Regions from separate parts of the Rattus norvegicus genome. Here region 2 is linked to region 1. The links are chromatin contacts, called in public Hi-C maps. All regions are on one chromosome and are shown on one strand. The core of a region is the stretch at or near the end of the contact, and the rest is flanking DNA. Distances in the headings are between cores, read along the strand shown. Region 1 has its middle 5.2 kb from the start of Cpox. Region 2 overlaps St3gal6 (ST3 beta-galactoside alpha-2,3-sialyltransferase 6).

Region 1 (3,757 bases), core at 930-3,429:
TAGTGTGTGTGTGTGTGTGTGTGTGTGTGTGTGTGTGTGTGTCTGTGTCTGTGTCTGTGTCTGTGTCTGTGTTACATGTCCACCACAGCACCCTGTGTAGGTCAGATGACAATTTACTCTCTCCTACCATGTGGTACCCAGGGACTAAAATCAGGTCACCAGGTTGGTGGCAATACGTGCTGAGCAAGCTCACTGATGCCTTCTGTAAGTTCTTAAGGAAGTAAGTTTGATGTATCATATATAGTGAGACACATTTCCTAGATATTTTGTCAAACATTTTTCTGTATGTTTATATAAGGGTAGTTGCACATGAAACAAATTTGTATTGGTGGACATTCTGCCTTCCTAGGTATGTATAAACCCAAGCCAGTACTTGAAAACTCAAATAGAATAATGGATGAGCTCCCTCGGCAACAAGAGTCTTTGCAGCTGGGCTTGGCGGCACACCCCTTTACTCCCAGCACTTGGGAGGCAGAGGCAGGTGGCTCTCTGTGAGTTCAAGGCCAACCCGGTCTACAAAGCAAGTCCAGGATAGCCAGGGCTATTACATAGAAAACCCTGTCTTGAGAAACTGAGAGAGAGAGGAGGAGAGGGAGAGGGAGGGGAAGGGGGGAGGGGAGGGAGGTAGGAAGAGAGAGAGAGAGATCAAATTTTACCAGCAAAAACTATCAAACGTCTCCCGATGATCTACAATACAGATTTGAGATTTGCCAGATTCCAGCATCCTTAAAAGGAACACATAAACCCCTCTCTCTCTTGCCCATCTACCTCTCTCTCTTTTTTTTTTCTTCTTTTCTTTTTTTCGGAGCTGGGGACCGAACCCAGGGCCTTGCTCTTGCTAGGCAAGCGCTCTACCACTGAGCTAAATCCCCAACCCCTACCTCTTTCTTAATAAATGTATGCTGTCCTGTCAAACTTTGACTAATAACTTTCTTGATCTCAAATAGATGTCTCAAAGGTATCGTGGTGTTATCCCTGGGTCAGTAGTTTCTCCTGTAATCCCACTTAAATTTGCCGAAATCTCATTTCCAGGGTTACCACTCAGTTTCTCTTCCCTTCCTTAACAGTCACCCATGTTAAATAATTCCCTTTTTAATCATTCATTTTTATAAAATGCCACACAGGTCCATTTTATAAAAATGCCACATGGGTGCATTTATAAAACACACACTTTGCACCCTGAGAATATAGCTCACAGACTGAGAAAGTAACACGACTGACCAGTGACCACTAAGAACATTGTGATCTGCCTAGTGATTGTGGGCCAAGGAGGTGACTTGAAGTTCATGCTTTACACAAAAAGGCAAAGGTGTACAACTGACGTTTGAACTATGTAATCGGGAAAGTTGAAATAGATAAATCGGGATAAATAGCTATCTTCCTACCAAGAAGAACCATGAAGAAGAAAAAAAAAACCATGTTTTTCAACACAACCAGAAGCACTTCTACAAGAATTATAATACGTTATTAACGAGTTATTCAAACATGGGATGTTTTACAGTAACTTCTATGAATAATTAGACTTGAATATATAGAAAAGTTGTCCAAGTAGCCAGGGTAGCAGGGTGGTAGTGGTGCATACCTTTAATCCCAGCCCTTGGGGAGCTGAAGCAGGAGGATCTCTTGAGTCTAAGGACAGTCTGGTCTGCAGAGTGAGTTTCAGGATGGCCAGGCCTACATGAAGAAGCCCTATCTCCATCTCTTCTCCAGCCCCCAAAGGAAAAGGAAAAGAAGGAAGGAAGGAAAGAACGAACGAACGAACGAAGGAAGAAAAAGTTGTTCAAATAAATGAAGCAAAAGAGCTAGTTTCCACCCAAAATCTATTCTTTTCTTTTTTCTTTAACAATAACACTCCAGGTTTTAATACAGACATGGCTTCCTCACAAGAAATCACCACCCTCAATTTCTCTTGAAGCTTCTGACCAAATTACAATGTGAAGGGTGTGTGTGTGTGTGTGTGTGTGTGTGTGTGTGTGTGTGTGTGTGTGTGCATGCACACATGTGTACCTGGGTTTAGCCTTTAAAGGAAGGGAGGCTCTCCTCTTTGGCCTTTCCTCTGCAGCCAGGATACAGACATAAGGCAGGAATTAGATCAGCTACTTTGAACCTATTCTTCTTTGAAATGAGTAGTCTGAGAGACGAGATAGAGCAGCGCTCTGCACCCCCAGATCATTGCATCATTGACAGTTGCATCAGAAAGAACAAACCTCTGTCCTTGGGGACTTTGGACTATCTGCACGGGGCCCCATTCTGACACGAGTTACACGTCACTTCCTGTTCGGAAATAAGTAACAATCTAATATGGAAACAGGGAGATTACACACGTATCACCGAACGGTTAAAAAATTCTCATCCTTCCACCCTTTCGTATAAAAAGGACAAGGGGAAATGATGAAGAACACAAATCCAAAATTACTCCCGTTGTGTAATGAACTGAGCAGGTCCTGGGGCAGGAAATCCCCTGTAACTGTGATCAGACTGCTTCCGGCATGGTACCCGTGGTGTTTGCCCTCTTGCAAGTTGGGATGCAGACTTCCAGCAATGAAATTAAATTTTGAGCTGAAGGGATGGCTCATTGGGTTCAAGCGCTTGCTCCAAAACCTGATGAATGTCCTAATTTTGATCCTGGGAACCCACTAGGTAGGAGGAGAGAACTGACTGGCAAAAGGTTGCTTCTGACCTCCGCAAGTGCTTTGATGCAAACATGCACATGTGCATATAAACACTAATTAGTTAATTAGTTGATCGATTGATTAGTTAATTAAATGTAATTTAAATCTTTAATGGAATTTAATTTCCAGGATTAAATGAGGATTGATGACAGTCATCTGATACTATTCATATACTAGTAACAAATTTGAATTGAAGATCATTTAAAGGGTCAGTCACTATAACTAATTTAATTTATCTTACTACAGCTGTAGAACACACACATCACAAAGTCTGGCTCATGCATGGGAGGATTGGAAAGGAGGAAAAATAAGGGGGAGATTATGTAAATATTGTACTATAATCTCAAATGGTGTAACAGTAGAGTATGACCACTAGAGGGCAGTCATGTACTAGCCGTTCTCAAATATTTACCGCTGTATGTAGGAAATCCTCTAGCTGCAGATGATGGGCCTGTGAATCTGCAGTTTACTCAAGGGTACATACAAGCAAGGTTAAGAGGATAGCTTATGAAGTCTAAATAGCAGGCTTTGCAACTTGGATTTTTCCCTTCGAGAATATTTATTTGAATTTCTTGATCCTAGGCTCCCTGATCCATCAAAAGGATAGAAATAGAACCTACCTCTTAGAGCTGTTGTCACCAAATCCTTAAAATTTAAGCTAATTTAAAACACAAATATGGAATAATTATTAATATATTATCAGTACTGTTGTAATAAAGGTGTTCACTGATTTTCTCTGTGAACCCCAGAATACAAGTATTTTTAAAAATAGTAATAATGATGATTCTCTGGTCCTGCAGCCTATTAAAACCTAAGTTCTGACCCTCAGCTGCAATGATTGTGGAATGATGGTCACCAAAATTGCAGGGCAGTGAATGGATGAGGTGAGGGTTATTTTTTCACTCTGTTTCAGACTTTATACTTGACTTGGAAGTGGGTGGGATCCATTACAAAAAGCACTAAGGCAGAGGTCAGATAGCAAAACCAGATTTATACTGGACAAGATCACTGTAGAAGGGGAGGCAGTGGAAATGAAAGATGGGTCTGGAGTCAAGGAAGCAGGGAGCACAAGTCAATAGAAGATT
Region 2 (3,757 bases), core at 808-3,307, 170 kb after region 1:
AGTCAATGGCTCATGAAATCAGTCCTGTTGAATAATCCCAGAATACCTCAGAGCTGGGGAAGTGATATTCATGTTGGACTTTACTGCTATCTTTTGTTCCTCTAACAGGAGACCAAATTTTTAAGCCTGGAATAAATTTTGAGTTTTTCTCTCGCCCCTAGTTTCTTACAGCAGTTACAGAATATTGAGACAAGAACAGAATACAGAAGCAGCTTCCTGGGGATATCAATAGACACGTTTTGATGTTTTAGTTGTGGGGCTAGTAACTGCACTAATGGGGTATACCACACTAGGCAAGTAGTCAGCCATTAGGCTAAACACCTGGAGCAGAGTTATTAGTACTTTTGCAGGGTTAAGAACTGAACTCAGGGACTCATGAAGGCTAAGCAAATAGTCTACCATTGAGCTAACATCTTAGATCTTTTGAAAAATGTCTTCTAGGATCTTCCCTGTAATCCAGGTTGTCCTCTACTTATGATCCTCCCGAGTCCCCACCCTGTGACACAGCTGGAAGGATAAGCATTGGAAAACCATGGCAGGCTCAGAAGTGTTGTTTTAAAGGTGGAGGCAGGAGGATCTGGAGTTTAACGTCCTATTACACAGAGGTGTGAGCGACCTGGGCTAAAAGAAATCCTGATAGAAACCCACCAACCTAGGTTTTATGGGCTCTTATCTCCAGGCCAACTTTTGAAACCCAGTTCCAGGTGCTATCTGACTTAAATTTTTAGTCTCTGAACAACTCAGATGGAAAGTGATATTTGGGGACACTCTCGAGCAAAAACGAGCAAGCAGGGTCCATGTAACTTGTCACTAACATCTGCGCTTATTATGGGAAATTTGTACCATGCAGAGTATTAGAGTATCTTACTTTGATAATGTCTGGAGAGTAGGATCGATGACAAAACTATTTCATTTTCTTTTTCAGAATGCGTATCACAATCTGACTGCAGAACAGCTCTTTCTAAAGAACCTTATAAAGAAAAAAATGGTGATCAACTTGACTCAAAATTGACCGTATAGACTCAAAAGACGACGCTAAACAGTATTAGTTTTATTTTTGTACTGCAAATTTTAGTTTATTTTTAAATATATTGAATGAACTTATCAAATAATTGTGTATATTAGGTCTGTTGCTGCCTGGTGATTTGTAACCATCAGCTACATTTCTGTGAATATATTTATGAAAAACTAAGATTTTTAGTTAAGATATCAGGGAAATATGTAATGATCATGTTTTGATCATGTTGTTTTTAAATATGATCTTTAGTGTTCTGAGGGGTTTTAAAATACCTTTTCAAAGTTTCTTCATCTTAAGAGTTCTAGGCGATTTAACTGACTTCACTTATTCTGACAGTCACATATCATTTTGAGATGCTTATTAAGATTGGTTACTCCCAGGCATGTGACAGGAACCAGGGGCAGGAAACCAGAATTGCCTGGTTGTGGAAGTCCATGGTATCCATAGCGGTTTAATTAAGTTTCCTCTGCAATTAATTAAAGCAGTAATAATTTCCTGTTAGGGAGTAAAGGTAGCCTTGTCCATGTTAGAAAAGCACTCTCACACGATGCATCCTGAGACTTTGGTGTGGGGAAGCAGGTTCTTACTATGTAGCCCATGCAGGCCTTGAACTTGTCTTCTTGCCTCAGCTTTCCAAGTTCTGGGATTACAGCCATGTGCCATTGCACCCTACAGCATCGTTTCTTAAAATTAAGAAGTTTTTTTTTTAAGACAGGGTCTATATAGCTCTGGATGGCCTAGAAACTCCAATGTAGTCTAGGTTGGATTTGAACTCAGAGGTGAGCCTTTCTGTTGGATGAAGGGTGTGTGTCAGTGTTAACTGTTCAAGAAAACTTAAATGTTTATTTGAAGAAAATTAGAACAGTAAAACAATGCAAATAAAACCTTAAGATTTTTTTTTTGTTTATTTGCAAGGGAAAATGTCATATTTCGCATGATTAAATTTTGCCTTCAGTGAAACATTCAGTAGGTCATTCAGGTACATGAGAGAAAAGTCTGATGAAACGTAAACAAACGGTAGCTTGTGAGGCAAAGTTCCACCTTTCGACCTTTAGTACACACAACCAAAGGCTACTGGGGGTAGAATGGGAGGAGGAGAGTGAACAGGAAGTGTTACTGGAACTGCTGGTGTTACTGGCCTCCTCCCTAAAGAGTATAGAATGAAATGTCAGAATCAATGAGATACTGAAGCCGGCTTGTAGGTAGGAGGGATTGGAGGGTAGCTCATGCTGTCAGTGTTCAGCTACCTCACTGGAGGGGCAAGGGGCGCTGGTACTAGCTGACTACATGCCTATGGGTGTTTCCCCCTTACTCCATGGCCACACAGAGCTGGGCTGCCCAGACTCACTTCCATAATAAGGCAGGCTTGAGGATCGTGGAGCTGGCAACAGGGATGGTGGGAGGGGGACCAGGGGAGGAAAAACTAGTTCGAGTATTTTGAAATGATGCTATGCCCACTCTAATATTGGTCATAAAATGGGACTGTTGTCAACATTGAGGAATTTGGCATTTTCTGGACTATGATGTCAAGGTTGTTTTATTTAACCCAGATAATCTGAGCAAGACACACACACACACACACACACATATATATACATATATAATTTATTAAAAACACATTAGAATCTCACTATTTCAACAGCCTAAATTCTAGCAACATATACAAATATCAAGTGACTACAGTACATGCCGAGGTAAGAAAAATACATTCTGGGAGAATATCACTGACACTCGAGCTATTTTCACTTCTGTATTTCAATACATTTTATTTTCACCATTCCCAGTGCCAAAAATGAGAGAGACTACACACAAATTGGTCTAATTGAGATTGGTGCCACAGTTAACCTAGATACCCTATAACCATCCAACTCCCTAGATTTTTGCAGTTCGAGGACTTTCAAGTTCAACCCAACAGAATTAACGACTTCTTTTTACAGAGCCCTGTCAGTTCTCCATGGAGGATTTGGAACCTCCAGTGCCCCCATAATCTCTGGGTTCTCTCTAGTGGTCTTGTCTGCCTTGTTTTTCCCCTCCCCTTTGCTGCTCTTCAGGTGACAATATAGAGAGCCAAGGCATGGAAGCTCTGACTTTTCCTTGCCGCAGCTTTGTGGCTACAACCACTTAATGCTCCCGCCCTAGGGCAGGGGGAGAAGAAGCAGACACATAGAACACACAGTAACTGTAAGGACTATATACGTTCTCTACGTGAATCAACCCATTGTTCAATGGAAAGTGCAAACAGTGAAACATGAATAAAATAACTGGGCTAGTCCTGTTACCCTCAACAGGAATACTGTGATGTACAAACAGCATCTCATAAAGATGCCAACCAGAATTCACACTCTCTGTGCTGGTTCCAAGGATCAAGTGACAGCCAAGTTAGTGTAATTTTCTGAAACCTCCAAAGGCTGTACTTGCCACACTGCCGTCTCTCTATTTCTATAGTCAATCGTGTTATCAGGAAAAGAAAAACCCAGTAAGCCACAGTGACTTAAGTATTGAATATTTTTCAAGCAAAGAATTAAAGCAAAACAATATAACCAAGGGGTTTGGTCAAAAGTGGACTTTCACATTTTACTTGATTGTCTTCCAAAGATTTACCAGACATGTAAGTGACTAAGAACTGAAGATAATCTATAATACAAAAGCTAAAGAAAAAGTACAAAACCAGAAAAAAAATCATTTGAATCAGGCTCAGCTCTATCTGCAAAGGAAAAACACATAAAAGTCTTTTCTGGA

Evidence for each region. Hi-C and Micro-C count contacts between places; a contact is called where the count stands out from the background.
Region 2: a Hi-C map of hepatocytes shows a contact between it and region 1, with 7 times the contacts expected there. The contact joins two enhancer-like sites. A contact is called at or near these places in 12 of 12 Hi-C or Micro-C datasets (the A7r5 cell line, the Rat2 cell line, Schwann cells and 7 more) and 1 of 1 datasets of contacts at active chromatin or transcription factors (oligodendrocytes).

What each region holds. Positions count from the first base shown.
Region 1 is chr11:55,419,127-55,422,883 of GRCr8, forward strand. No RefSeq gene overlaps it. Among named protein-coding and RNA genes, the nearest start is that of Cpox, 5.2 kb to the left of the region's middle. Within about 2 kb of position 2,180, at least 6 of the 93 cell types and tissues checked have an H3K27ac peak or open chromatin away from gene starts, as enhancers often do. A contact at or near this core is called in hepatocytes, where this site is marked.
Region 2 is chr11:55,589,049-55,592,805 of GRCr8, forward strand. It overlaps St3gal6 (ST3 beta-galactoside alpha-2,3-sialyltransferase 6), which reads left to right. Exons shown (of 10, transcript NM_207602.2): 10 at 926-1,902. The coding sequence ends at 1,012. Among named protein-coding and RNA genes, the nearest start is that of St3gal6, 44 kb to the left of the region's middle. Within about 2 kb of position 2,058, at least 1 of the 93 cell types and tissues checked has an H3K27ac peak or open chromatin away from gene starts, as enhancers often do. A contact at or near this core is called in hepatocytes, where this site is marked.